Linked DNA regions of Mus musculus: region 2 is linked to region 1. Evidence: chromatin contacts called from public HiChIP or PLAC-seq data. All regions are on one chromosome and are shown on one strand. The core of a region is the stretch at or near the end of the contact, and the rest is flanking DNA. Distances in the headings are between cores, read along the strand shown.

Region 1 (2,964 bases), core at 198-2,697:
AATTCAATGAGTAAAACTTAATAAATAAATTAAATAAATAACTAATTAACTAACTAACTAACTAAATAAATAAATAAATAAATAAATGGATAATGCTTGTCACTATCCACGTCACCGTAGTGCTGTACCAGCAGCTATTGCTCTAACCACCCCACCCCACTTCGTTTCTCAGGGATCAGGTGTGTAGGCCTGGAGCCCTGCAGATACAACCAAGCTCCTGGTTCCTCGTGGGTGGCAGGGGAGGGGCTGGTGAAGAGACTCCAGTGAGTCTGTGACCTGTGCTAGCTACCCCAGAGGACAGATGAGGCATGTTCCAGTTTGGCTTTCTGTTGCTGTGATAAAGATCATGATTAAAAGCCACTCAGGGAGGAAAGGGTTCATTGCGTCTTACAGGTTTATACTCCAGCATCAAGGAAGCCAGGCCTGGAGCTCAGGACGTGAGGTAGAGCCAATGGAGGAAGGTCACTGTCTTTTGCTCTTCTGGCTTGCTCAGCCACTTTTCTTACACAGCCTTGGCTCAACTGCCTGTTGGTGGTATCACCCCTAGTGGCTGGGATCGCCTACATCAATTAGCAGTTAAGAAAATGCTGCAACGGACAGACCAAACCAATGGAGGCAGTTTCTCAGCTGAGGTGTTTTTTCCCCACGTGGCTCTAGTTTGTGTCAAGTTGACAAAAAATTAGCCAGCACAGGGAAGAAATGAGAAAAAGATCAGGAGATGCGGAGAGGGGGGAGGGGAGGGGAGGGGAGGGGAGGGGAGGGGAGGGGAGGGGAGAGAGAGATGTCAGGGAAACTGATGAGGAAGAATCAGGATAGATAAAGAAGTGGGAGAAGGGTTTTCGGAAACACTTTTTAAAAAAATTTTTAATTTAATTTAATTTTTTAGTACCCCTTTTCTAGGCACTGAAGAGATAACTGTCAATAGACCAGGTTGCTATCTCAGGTACACAGCCCATTTTCAAGCCCTGACCCCTCTTCATGAATCGTGCGTATTAAGTAGGAATTACATGTACAGCTGTAGCCTGCAGCATACATCAAGCTACGTTACAGACCATACTAGTTTGGCAGTACTGGGACTGTTGGTGTCCATCCTAGCTACTTTGCTATGTCGCCTGTCTAGGGACTTGCTGACATTCTGTTGACCCATTCTCATGGCCAAAAGTGGATTTTCCTGGCTGGGTACTGTCTAGACTACCTTGTAATGGCTGAGGGGCTGGGATTCCATCCCTTAGGACTGCGTCCAAGGCAGAGGCAGGCTTAGAGCTAGCAAGGTGAGACTCAAGAAGGCTGTAAAATGTAGTAGAAGCCTGGGCTATCGCGGAGGTAGGGGGCTGCCAGGAAGAGGATAGATTCCTGCAGACTGGCCCTCCCAGGATTTAGAGGCTGGAGTGAGCTGAGGTCGCAGACGGCCTGGAGAGCGATTGGCTGTGCGACCGCCCCTCCCGCCGGGCGGAGGCGTGGTGGACTGGGGGGGCGCAGGCTGCAGGCTTTCTGGATACAGGCGCTTTTGCATCCTAGCCGCACACAGTGCCTCTCCAGCTGCTCTGTGGCAGCCCAGCTACCGGTCGTGACCAGATCCAGCTTGCAGCTCAGCTTTGTTCATTCGAATTGGGTGAGCGGTGGTCATCGTCGTGGAGATAGCCCAGCTGGGTCTCCCTTAGTTAGAGATGGGGGGCTCCATGCATTTGCATCGCGATGGGAGGAGGATGAACTGGGAGGAGGGCTCTGCTGATCTCTGCTTGGGGCTAGGAGAGGCTTGAGCCTGTGTCAGGGTCCAAGAGATCCCAGTAATAGAATTGATGGGGAAATAGTAAAGGAAGGGACGGGACTCGAACCCGTAGTCCAGATAATGTCTCCTGATTCGGGCAAGTGGTCTGCTATTAAGAGTAGAAGACTTGAGTTCCTTGGTTCCGGAGCTGGGGTTTCCATAAGCGTGTCAAGTGGAGCTCTTCCTGGGTACTAGAACGGGGTTTGGGGGCTTAGAGTGCAGAGGGCACCCAGGCTGGAGAGGAGTAGTGGTCACCACTGTTTCCAGCAGGGATTGAGTCTGGGAGGGGGCTGGGTATCGCTCCATCTGGGGGCGGGCAGAGCAGCGGGGCGGGGCGGGACGGGCAAGAGGGGTGGTCCTGCAGTCTTTGATAGCTTTCCGGGACACACAGGCGGCGGCCAGCGCGGAACAAACATGCAGCGGCTCGGGGGTATTTTGCTGTGTACACTGCTGGCGGCGGCGGTCCCCACTGCTCCTGCTCCTTCCCCGACGGTCACTTGGACTCCGGCGGAGCCGGGCCCAGCTCTCAACTACCCTCAGGAGGAAGCTACGCTCAATGAGATGTTTCGAGAGGTGGAGGAGCTGATGGAAGACACTCAGCACAAACTGCGCAGTGCCGTGGAGGAGGTGGGTGCACCCTGAGGGCGCCTGGCTCTGAAAGTGCGAGAATGAGAAAGGGAGTGGGCCGGGGGCTTGGCGGGGGTGGGGTGGGGGGGATATTTCTAGCGATGGTTGCAGCACTGGCCAAAGACTTGGCTTTGTGCAGAGCTGGAAAAAAGGCCTGACAGCAGACGTGGAGTGCCCTGAGTGCAGCGCTGGGTGATTCTTACTCTCAGCCGGTTCTGTCTGCCTGCCGAAAGTCTGAATGCATCCCTGTCCAGCAAGGGAGGTTTGGTGGAATTCTTCCTAAGGAGCAGGAGCCACTGTGTCGCAGCTGGCTGTCCCCTGTTGGAGCTGAGCTGAGGTTGGGGCCACTCGGGTGTCTCAGCGCAATGGGTTTGCAGAGGCTGGGGCAGCTGCAGACAGCTTCAAGTTCCAACGTGTCCCTTGGGCATTGAGCCTGTACCATCTTCCCCAAGAAACAGTCAGGACGCTAGTCATGCGGAAAAGAATCTTGAGCTCTGCTGGCAATCTGTCTGGCTCCCTTAAATGTGTTGTGGGGCAGCGAAGGAGGACTAAAGTAAGTCCTAAGACCA
Region 2 (2,700 bases), core at 65-2,564, 200 kb before region 1:
GTTAAGCTTATTTAATTAGAGGACTTTACCAAAAACTTAACATGAGGTTTCAAATCTCAGACTTTCATGATTAGCTGTATTTCCTGGAACACAGTAGGTGATCAGCAAAATGAGGCAAATGGGTAAATGAGCAAGAGCATAGATTAGGTGAATCAGAATTAAAACACACCGAGGCACATACTTAATAAATGTCAGCCAGGGGCAAGGGTCTTTTGGCACGCTGTGCTATGTCTCTTGGGCCTAGAATTGTGCCATGGGCAATAACTGATGCACAGGTAAAGGAACCAAAGGCAAACTCGGGCATCAGCAGCTGAGCTGGAGCCTGGAATCCCAGACATGCTCTCTGGGAGATGCCAGGACCCTCATAGTTAACAGGGGGGTTCTTCTGCTAGTGTTGGAAGCCCAACCACATCTGGTCTGGAAATGGCAGAGCCTGGAGAGATCTGGCACTGTCCAGGGGAGTCAGTGGACATGCCAAGTCCTTCCCCTAAACTGAGAGATGTTGGGCAGAGCCTTCTGGGCACTAGCCTCAGAGTGGCCAGGTGGATGGAGCCTCACACCACAGGGCTGCCATGAGTACGCGTGCGGGTTCTCTGTCTTCCAGAGACTGGTGCCCACTCCTTCCTCCTTATTTCCCCCATCACTTGGGTGGACCAGTGAGAACCCAAACAGGCGGGGCTCTTGGTAAAGCTCTCTTAGAGAGCCATGGCAACACAGCCTGTTCCTGAGGTCACACTGGCTCTCTCATCCTCTGCCCAGAGTCTAGAACAGTAAAGTACCACACATTCCAGGAAGAGACCCCAAAGCCTGGCACCAGAGTATTGGTGACATTTTTCCAAATATTACCCTTGGGTAATATTTCAGATCGCCCTGGCACAGCCCCAGAGAGTCCCGGGTCACCACAAGTGCAAGCCCCGCCAGCAGTTTAGGGGAGGACGGTTCCCCTAAACCGGTGCCCGTGTTTGAGATTTTAGAAGCTTCCATGGCAAAGAAGAGAGGAAACGGTGAGCTTTATAAAGAACCATATTTATTTTCATTTACAGCATCAAATATCATAAATAAACCTAAACATCGTTTGCTGTGTGTGTAAAATACAGGGTTCCATATGGCACTGTAAATGAATTCTCTAGGGTCAGAGACATGCCTTGCTGAGAGATGGGGAGGAGACTGTCTAAAGGGGCTGAGGGGGGGCGCGGGAGTGGGATGGGGGGAGGGAGAGGCTCTCTTTGGTTGACATTTTAGAGAGGGGAATGCTGGAAGAGAAGAAAAGAGGAGAGGAGAGGACTTTGTACTGGCTGGGCTCTGTGCCAACACAGCAGGCAAGTGCGGCATGCAGGACTGGGCGGAAGCTGGAGAGCAGGGTGGCCCTAGCTGCACGTGAGGGGGATTCTGGCTGCAGTCTGAAAATGTGGGGCTGGACTCTCATCTGCTCTCTGCCCTCCGTTGTGACTGCTTCTTGCACATGACTGGTGCACTGCTCCAGGTAAATGAGCAGAGACAATATGCCCTTTCCACAGATTGACAGGAGCATCAACAGTGGCTGACCTTCTCCTGTGACCACAACTGCTCCGATTAAAGCTTGTGGAACAGTAAGGGACTTAAGAGCCCAGAGGCACGTGAAAGGCATAGTAAGGCCCTAGGACTAACTATGCTGAACCAGGGCAAGGGCTCGCTATTGTCATTATATTCACAGCACAGAGAGCATGGGTCAAGCTGGCCTTGGAGTCTGGGGAAAAAAAGTATACTTTTAAAACTTCACCAAACTGAGTCACTTATGGTCTCAATTAAAGGCATTAGTAATCTTTGTATTAGAATGGGTTGAAGAAGATATGCCTAGACATGTCTTTTTTTCAGAGGTTACTACGTAGAAATGTTTTGAAAGGTGACAAGAGCCCTCGGTATTGTCTCACAATCATGGTGAACCCTCCCAGGAAGACAAAAGGTTTTGAAAGCGCAACATGCAAAGAAGCCAGCCCATGGTGCAGAGGAGAAGTGGCATGGGGCATGCACTTGTTGTGGACCCAGGCTGCTGGCTGGGCTCCAAAGAAGGGGAGGCAGAACGTGGCTTTCAAGCTGACCCCCGCCCCATGCTCTTTACCATTCATGCCTCTAGCGAGTCCATATTAGTAGGCAAGACACTCACAGTTAGCACAACCAGGACCACCGACGCACGCAGAGGATGGGGCGCAGAAAGCGGGTTAGGGGTTAGTACCTCTCTCTGAAAATTGCCAAGAAAATCAGTCACCTTAGAACAGAAGTGTCAGCCAAGAAGTGGGTGTAGGACTGGAAGGCTGAAACGTACTGGCGGCCGCAAAGTGAGATTGGAGAGAGAAAGACAGAAAGGAGGACTTAGCAAGGGCCTAAAACAAATACCAATCACAATGGAAAATGACACTGGAGGTGAGGAACAGAGCCACCACTGTCCCTCACAAAGGGACTGCCTGCTTAGGAGGGACAGACCTTCCTGGTGGTGGCCAGCTATTCATTTCCAAGAGTGGATGCCCAGGGTCTGCATAGTAACAGAACTCCACTCTTGTCTGTAAATGTTCCCAGGACCTTCTGCCCTCCACAGCCCCCTCTGTCTCCAGTTTACTCTGGGGTCTCATATTCATCCTTGAGGCAAATTCATCTCTAGAGTATCTGCTCCCAGGACCTACCCCTGCTGTTGCCCACCAGGAAGGTTCAAGGACTCAGAATATA

The links. HiChIP or PLAC-seq counts read pairs in DNA pulled down with a chosen protein or histone mark.
Region 2: an H3K4me3 HiChIP or PLAC-seq map of embryonic basal ganglia shows a contact between it and region 1, with 5 times the contacts expected there. The contact joins the enhancer-like site here to the promoter of Dkk3 in region 1. A contact is called at or near these places in 15 of 39 promoter capture datasets (the C10 cell line, the HPC-7 cell line, HPC-7-derived erythroid cells and 11 more), 12 of 484 Hi-C or Micro-C datasets (CD8 T cells, LSK cells, bone marrow-derived DN2 thymocytes and 9 more), 4 of 115 datasets of contacts at active chromatin or transcription factors (embryonic basal ganglia, embryonic stem cells and pancreatic cancer cells) and 4 of 9 other capture datasets (adipose tissue, embryonic stem cells, liver and 1 more).

What each region holds. Positions count from the first base shown.
Region 1 is chr7:112,157,614-112,160,577 of GRCm38.p6, reverse strand. Dkk3 (dickkopf WNT signaling pathway inhibitor 3) reads left to right here and starts at 1,447. Exons shown (of 8, transcript NM_015814.3): 1 at 1,447-1,612; 2 at 2,160-2,395. The coding sequence starts at 2,183.
Region 2 is chr7:112,353,500-112,356,199 of GRCm38.p6, reverse strand. Mical2 (microtubule associated monooxygenase, calponin and LIM domain containing 2) reads right to left here. Exons shown (of 26, transcript NM_001193305.1): 26 at 2,225-2,301. The coding sequence ends at 2,261. Among named protein-coding and RNA genes, the nearest start is that of Micalcl, 20 kb to the left of the region's middle. Within about 2 kb of position 1,314, at least 54 of the 459 cell types and tissues checked have an H3K27ac peak or open chromatin away from gene starts, as enhancers often do. A contact at or near this core is called in embryonic basal ganglia and neural progenitor cells, where this site is marked.